Linked DNA regions of Sus scrofa: region 2 is linked to region 1. A link is a contact called in public Hi-C data. All regions are on one chromosome and are shown on one strand. The core of a region is the stretch at or near the end of the contact, and the rest is flanking DNA. Distances in the headings are between cores, read along the strand shown. Region 1 has its middle 96 kb from the start of SUMF1. Region 2 overlaps ITPR1 (inositol 1,4,5-trisphosphate receptor type 1).

Region 1 (3,286 bases), core at 601-3,100:
TGTGAGGTCACTGCTTCAACTAAATTATTGGTGGGTCTTCTTGGAGCCAGGGCAGGAAATTCTCCTCTGCATGTATTTAATAGGTCTCCCAAAAGGAATAGGAAAGAAGCACTTCTTAACATATCGTTTTACTTACTCTTGTGGTCATTTAAACTCAGTTCTTCTTGATTATTTTCAGAAGAGATGGAGAAGATATTATTCCCAAGACAGATTCAGTCACCATCTGACCTTGCTTTTCTCCTAGATCAGAAGCCCTCAAACTCTTCTGGGGCTCCCAGGACCCCTATACATGCCCACATCTTACTGAAGACCCCCAGAGAGCTTCTGTAATATAGCTTATAGCTAATGTATAGCATATCAAAAATTAAGACTGGAAAAAATTTAAAATATAAAAATATACAAGCTCATATTTTATGATCCATCAAGCTATAAATCATGTAGTACGTGGAAAATCCCTCAATATACTCACCATACACTCATAAAAAAGGCAAACCACATCTTATTATTAGGAAAACAATTTCGACTCAGCCCCCTAAATGGGGTCCAGAGACCACACTTTGAGAGCTACTGTTCTCAAAACCTGTTGCACCAATCCCTGTGAGGGCTGCCAAACCCTCAACTATTCTTTGGACCTTTGGACATCGTTTTGAGGGTTTTGTTTTCATTGTTGTTATTTTTTTTTTTCCCCAAGGCATGTGGAAGTTGCCTGGCCAGGGATCGAACCCATGCCACATCAGTGACCTAGCCACTGCAGTGACAACTCCAGATCCTTAACCCGCTGTGCCACAGGAGAACTCTCCACCTGGAGTTTTAAATCTGGTAATTTATGAGGTTAGAGTCTAGATCATGGACCAATCATCTCAGAGAAAAATTAAATAAGAAATAATTTAAATGACTTAGCAGAATTACCTTTTAAAAAAATTCTCTGGAATGCAAATTAGCATTGAAAACATATGTAACATTAACAGGCTAGTCAACATATTATTGGCCAAGATTCTGCCCTCCCTTGTCTGTTTTCTTTCTTTTAATTATTGTTATGCCTACAAATGACATTTTCTTGATATTAAACCTGCCAGAGGTTCTTTGTGAGAGAGACTGAAGAGGAAAAGCTTCAGAATTATACAATGTATGTAGAAATAACCAGATCTAATTTTCTCCTTTAAAGAGAACTTTGGGGAACAGATGGACGGTACAATATCAGCACATTTTTCAAATTTAAGTATTAACAGAGGTTTGGGAATCAATCATGTCAGCTTTTCTTTCTTTCTTTCTTTTTAAGTGTTTGAGATAGAGGTCTAGTTAAGCTTTTAAATCCAGCCTCTTTGATCTTTCTCCCTCTCAGCTCACTTGGCTCTCTGTTCTAAGCTGAACCCCAGGATTGATCAGGACTGTTTGGTGGTACCTTCCTGCTCCTCTATCTTAATAATCATACTCCTAATAGAAACAAGTACTTAGTAAGCACTTTGCCAAAGTAATTTGTGCTAAATATTTTTGCATCATTTCATATCTCCCCACAAGCCCAAGAGGTCATTGCCCCCATTTGCCTGAGAGGGCATTACTTGCTAAGGTCACAAGGTAGGTAGGTGGAGGGGTAGGTAAATAATCCCAGATAATCTTATTCTGGTGCTTTTTTCATATGATGCTAAACTGCCTTTTAAAGAAGCTAATGGAAGAGATTAAAGGGCATCCTTAGGTGTCAATTAGAAGTAAATAAATTAAATTTTATTTGTCAAGTGTCTGAAACAGAGAAAAACTATAGTCTTCAAAAAAGCAACCACAAAGGGCCCTTCTTCACAGGCACCAAACTAAATGCAGGTGAACTTTTTATCAGTGCCACCTGACAAGGAAGGGCTTATCTCTGTTCCCTGATTGACTGTTAGTTGGTTTCACTTTCCCCCTCAGTGTTGATTCAGAGCTTCTAATGTTACCCTGTTGAGGTGCCAAATTTACATGCTGGAAAAGAGTTGCTCTGATGGGTGTTCCATTTCCTCAGCAAAGAAAACAAGGAGTTTGTAAAACATGGCCCCGACCCAGGGGTAGGAAAGGATCTACCAGACCTTTATTTACTCTGAAATGGAATCACCTTCTTGCCTGACAATGGTGACTAATTCCAAAGGCCCAACCAGCCTTCTCATAATGATGATTTTGGGGTCAATTACCATTTGGGGGCAGATTAGAATCTGATTTGAAGCTGAAAAATTCCACCCCTTGGCGATAATCCCGTCAACTTTCCAATCCTAAATAGGGCAAGTTTCAGAGAAGAGCATTTCTCATTTTACAGCCTATCTGAATACTATTTGTAATGATTTTGCTTAATCAAAAAATTAGATTGCTGCTCCAATGGCCTCAACATAAAGAGTCAGGCATTCTGGCCTGCTGCCAGAGCTCCGTCTGAGGCTCTTGGAGTTAATAATTTCCACGGCATTTTTAAACAACAAAGGCCATCTTTTACTAATAGCATGACTGATTCTGGCAAAACCTATAAAAACAAGGCCTACTCTGGGGTAGTTTGTATTACAGAGAACTAAGTTTTAATAAATGACACTCACAGTCAAGAAACTGACATTTCTGCTATTCTTTGATATTTGTCTGCAAATTCAGTAGTAAGTGCCAGTTAATGAAAATGAACTGTTGAGAGCACTGCTGAGATTACCCATGGCTGTTAAATGATTTTAGGTGGGATGGCATGGGGATGGAGAGAAGGCAATTCTGCTAAGATGATGTCCTGGGCAAGCCACTGCCCTTTCTCACAGTTGGACATTTATAACTGGTACATTATTTACTCGATCATTTTCCAGAAAGGAATACAAGATTTTGTGCTCCTTGAAATGAATAAATTTTCATAATCTAGGTTGAAAACTTGCACCCTCCAGACTAAATCTGGCTACAGAAGCAATTTATTAGGTCTTCACAGTGTGTATTCGTGTTTGTTTTTCGAGGGTTTTTTGTTTTTTGTTTTTTTGGCCACACCTGTGGCCTGTAGAAGTTCCTGGGCTGGATTCAACCCCCTCTAGAGTTGTAACCTGTGCCATAGGTGCAGCAATGCGAGATCCTCAACCCATGACGCCATGGGAACGTCCAGTTTTGTTTTGTTTTTTAAATCTGATTTGGTTGCCAACATTAAAAACTCAGAAGACTTCACATGAGAATGCAGACAACCAGCTACTCACAGAAACTGGGGTACAGAGCAACTCTGGGCTGGCACTGCTGCACAGCAGCCATGGGAGGGCAGAGCAGTGGCAGCGCCTTTAGAATGGGCATCACTCACACATTCAGCCTGGGCCCT
Region 2 (3,433 bases), core at 717-3,216, 320 kb after region 1:
ACTGAACTTTACAACTAAAATTATTCATTGCAGGTTTTGGTATAATGTCTAAAGCATCTAATTGTCCTCCAGGCCTGTAACAACACTAGTGACAGGAAACACGCAGACTCAATTTTGGAGAAGTACGTCACTGAAATCGTCATGAGTATCGTGACCACGTTCTTCAGTTCTCCCTTCTCAGACCAGAGCACGACTTTGCAGGTAAGAAACACAAACATGAATGTGGGGCGTTCATGAGAGATCTTCACAGTTGGAGCTGGTGTTGGTTTGGGATTGGGCGACTCGGCAAAGTGTTAATACAAGACGCTTTTCTCTTTGAGCAGAATCATTCTTACAGGATCCCTTGGATAATGAAGTGCCAGAGAATATTTTTCTGTACCAGATAGTTCTATTGGTTGTTGACTTTCTCCCTGAAATGTCTTCTTTTTCTCTTGCCTTCACTCTTGTCAGTTCCTCACCTCCAATTCTAGAAAGGGAAGCAGCTTTCGAACAAGTTGCTAGCATGTTATTAACACTTCAGAAGAATAAATCTGGAAATCTCCATTTTAACTCCAGGTGTGTGCCTAGAGTTCATCAGAAGGGGTATGTGGCAGAGGTCATTTAGCCTTGACAGCTGGGCTGCATATTACCCCAGCCCCAGCAGACATTGATCATGTGGAATCTTGCATGCACGGCACCTCCTGGAGTTGTGCTGTGTGGCAGCCCCACGTGATGATTGTCAGTGTACGTAGCATTTGAAAGATTTGAACCCATGGATCTGGGAAATGTTTTCATTATTCTTTTTTTTTTTAATTTTAGTGTAATATAGATGACTTCCAAAGTTGTGTTAATTTCAGGCATACAGCAAAGCGAATCAGTTATACACAAACATAAATCCATTCCTTTTCACATTCTTTTCCTATATTAGTACTGGGTAAATTTCCTTGTACTATACTTCATTATTCTTTTACTTGGAAAAATTGCTCTTTAATTTGTTGTTGTTGGTACAAATTATTATTTTTTTAGCATTTCTTTTAATTAAAGTTTTCTCATGTTTATAAAATAATTCTTTATTATTTTAGTTGATTTGCATTGTGCTGTCAATTTCTGCTGTACAGCAGAGTGTTCCAGTTATACATATAAATATATATATATATATATATATATATATATATATACATTCTTTTTCTCATACTATCTCCTATCATGTTCTGTCACAAGTGATTGGATATAGTTCCCAGTGCTCTGCAGCAGGACCTTATTGCTTATCCATCGCTCTTCTTTTTATAACTTAGGTCTGGGTCAGTGGCTGTGGGAGCCTTGATGAAGGTCCATGTTTACAGCCTGCAGAATGAAAGTGGCCAGAAGAGAAATAGTAACTACCCTTGTTATGGAAATAGAGGGAGGCTGTCCTGGGGTTGATGGATGGCCTGGGGTTGGATTACAGACAAATAGACTTAATGAAGGTAAATACTCTAAGAGAAGAGTGATTCATGGTCAGTGTTGTATCACTGGTACATTTATTAGATACTGCTATATTCCATCCCCTAAGCAAAGTTCATATATCCTTAGTCCAGATGGCATTTATCCCCATTTTGCAGCTGAGTAAACTGAGGTGCAGAGGGTTTAATTATCATGCTCAGCCATGGTCACAGCTAGTAAATGTCAAAACCCATGATTTCAGCCTGGGTCTGTCTGATTCTAAAATTTGAATTATGGAATTTTTAGTGAGATAGGATTCGTAGGAACTGTTGGTAATATTCTATTTAGTTTAGCTTAGCTGCTAGCTTTTAGTTATCTCTAAAGTATGATAGTTAGAATGCCACCTCTAGAACGTCTTTATGCAGTTCTTGAGTAATTGGGAAACAGGAACTTAGTAGATCCCAACCACATGATTTGTTGGAAGTCAGAATGTGCTCCTTACCAAGTACTCTTCTACAAAGAGTTAGCTATTTTGGTTAGAAAGGTTGGACTTGGTTCTTTTGTAAATGAAGCTAAGGCAGTGCCTGCTCTCCTGTGGATTGTGAAACATGATTTCAAAACTAAATGTCCAGGTAAATCAGTCACATTCATTGGAAACCATTAAACAGGAACTTGTGTTTGGGGAGATTTTTCATTGTGGCCCCTGCCACTGTCTTCCTCCGAAAACAATGGTGACCCAACTAATAAGTGGGAATTGTCAGAGAAATAAATCCTCATCATAAATAGAAGTCCCTAACAAGGCCCACGTCATCCAAACATATTTAAAATTCAAAGTCCAGGCTGGATTTCTGGAACATTTATTTTCAAGGAATCCTATTTTTGAAGCTGTCCTAACGTGTCTTACTTTATCTGTTGAAGAGCCTATGTCTTTCTTCTCCAGCTCGATTGGTACCTCCTTCCTTCAATGTTTTCTTGTTTCCTTCCTTCCTTTCTTTTCACTTGCATTTGTGAGGGAGGAAAACGGTGGGCTTGGGTGTGGCTGTGTGACATTTAAGATTCTAATGGAGGGTCCAAGAGGCAGCTGGAAATGTAGAATCTGGGAGAAACAAGAGAACTTTGGAGGCTTTTATAGCAGGACAGAGTTGAATTCAAATCCTCATTCTGCCCCTTCCCAGGTCTGTGAACTTGGGCGAGGTCTTGGGTCTTAGAAGTTCGGAACCTCTCTTCTGATGTGTTAAATGGGTATAGTATCAACCCTGCCGATTGTTGTGAGACTAGGAATTAATGTTTATGAACATCTAGCTTAATGCCTGGTATATAGTAGGTACTTAATAATGGGCAGCTTGTACTGTGTCCTGTCAGGTGGTGAACTACATACAGTAGGGAAGCAGAGTTATGCCTTTCCATGTACAGTTGTCTCAAGTACTGTTCTATCCTGTACACAGTACCTGGCACCTGGTAGATGCCAGTTTGTTAGGTAAATGAATCAGGTAGATTCATTAGAGTGAAAGTGATAAAATCCAAATATAAACATTTGCTACTTTAGGTCTTGGCCAGGAAAATGAAGAGGTTGACTTGAAGGGAACTGGGCGGAGAACATATTTAAGGACAGAATGTGAAAGAGGCCAGAGGATGACCAGGGGTTGTCGTGCAGTCAGGATGGGAGTCACAAGCACAGCAGGGCCCTGGGAACTGAGCAGAGGAGAATTTCAGGAAGAAGGAGATGGGCAGTCATGGTCATCAGCCCAGAGGTCCCGTGAGCTATGTCCCCAGATTGCCCAATAAAGTGGGTAATTAGAAATTAGCTACTCAGGCCAGGTGAATCATCTTTTGTTTATTCAGGTGCCAGAGGGGAACAGAGCAGATGTTTAATAAATAATGGTTCAATTGAATTCATTTAGTCAAAGGATTCTTTTTTGAGTCAGGCCGCTGAGTTCCCATCCCACCTCCACACAGATTAGCCAGTAGAGTGAGTGATGGTACCACTGCTAACTTCCTAGGGTCAGGGATACTCACATGAGGTTTGTATGAG

What was found. A called contact is a pair of places that touch in the nucleus more often than the background predicts.
Region 2: a Hi-C map of liver shows a contact between it and region 1, with 6 times the contacts expected there. The contact joins two enhancer-like sites. A contact is called at or near these places in 9 of 47 Hi-C or Micro-C datasets (alveolar macrophages, brain, embryonic fibroblasts and 5 more).

Annotation. Positions count from the first base shown.
Region 1 is chr13:60,940,066-60,943,351 of Sscrofa11.1, forward strand. No RefSeq gene overlaps it. Among named protein-coding and RNA genes, the nearest start is that of SUMF1, 96 kb to the right of the region's middle. Within about 2 kb of position 1,851, at least 10 of the 83 cell types and tissues checked have an H3K27ac peak or open chromatin away from gene starts, as enhancers often do. A contact at or near this core is called in liver, where this site is marked.
Region 2 is chr13:61,259,940-61,263,372 of Sscrofa11.1, forward strand. It overlaps ITPR1 (inositol 1,4,5-trisphosphate receptor type 1), which reads left to right. Exons shown (of 59, transcript XM_021069282.1): 35 at 73-201. Among named protein-coding and RNA genes, the nearest start is that of ITPR1, 190 kb to the left of the region's middle. Within about 2 kb of position 1,967, at least 1 of the 83 cell types and tissues checked has an H3K27ac peak or open chromatin away from gene starts, as enhancers often do. A contact at or near this core is called in liver, where this site is marked.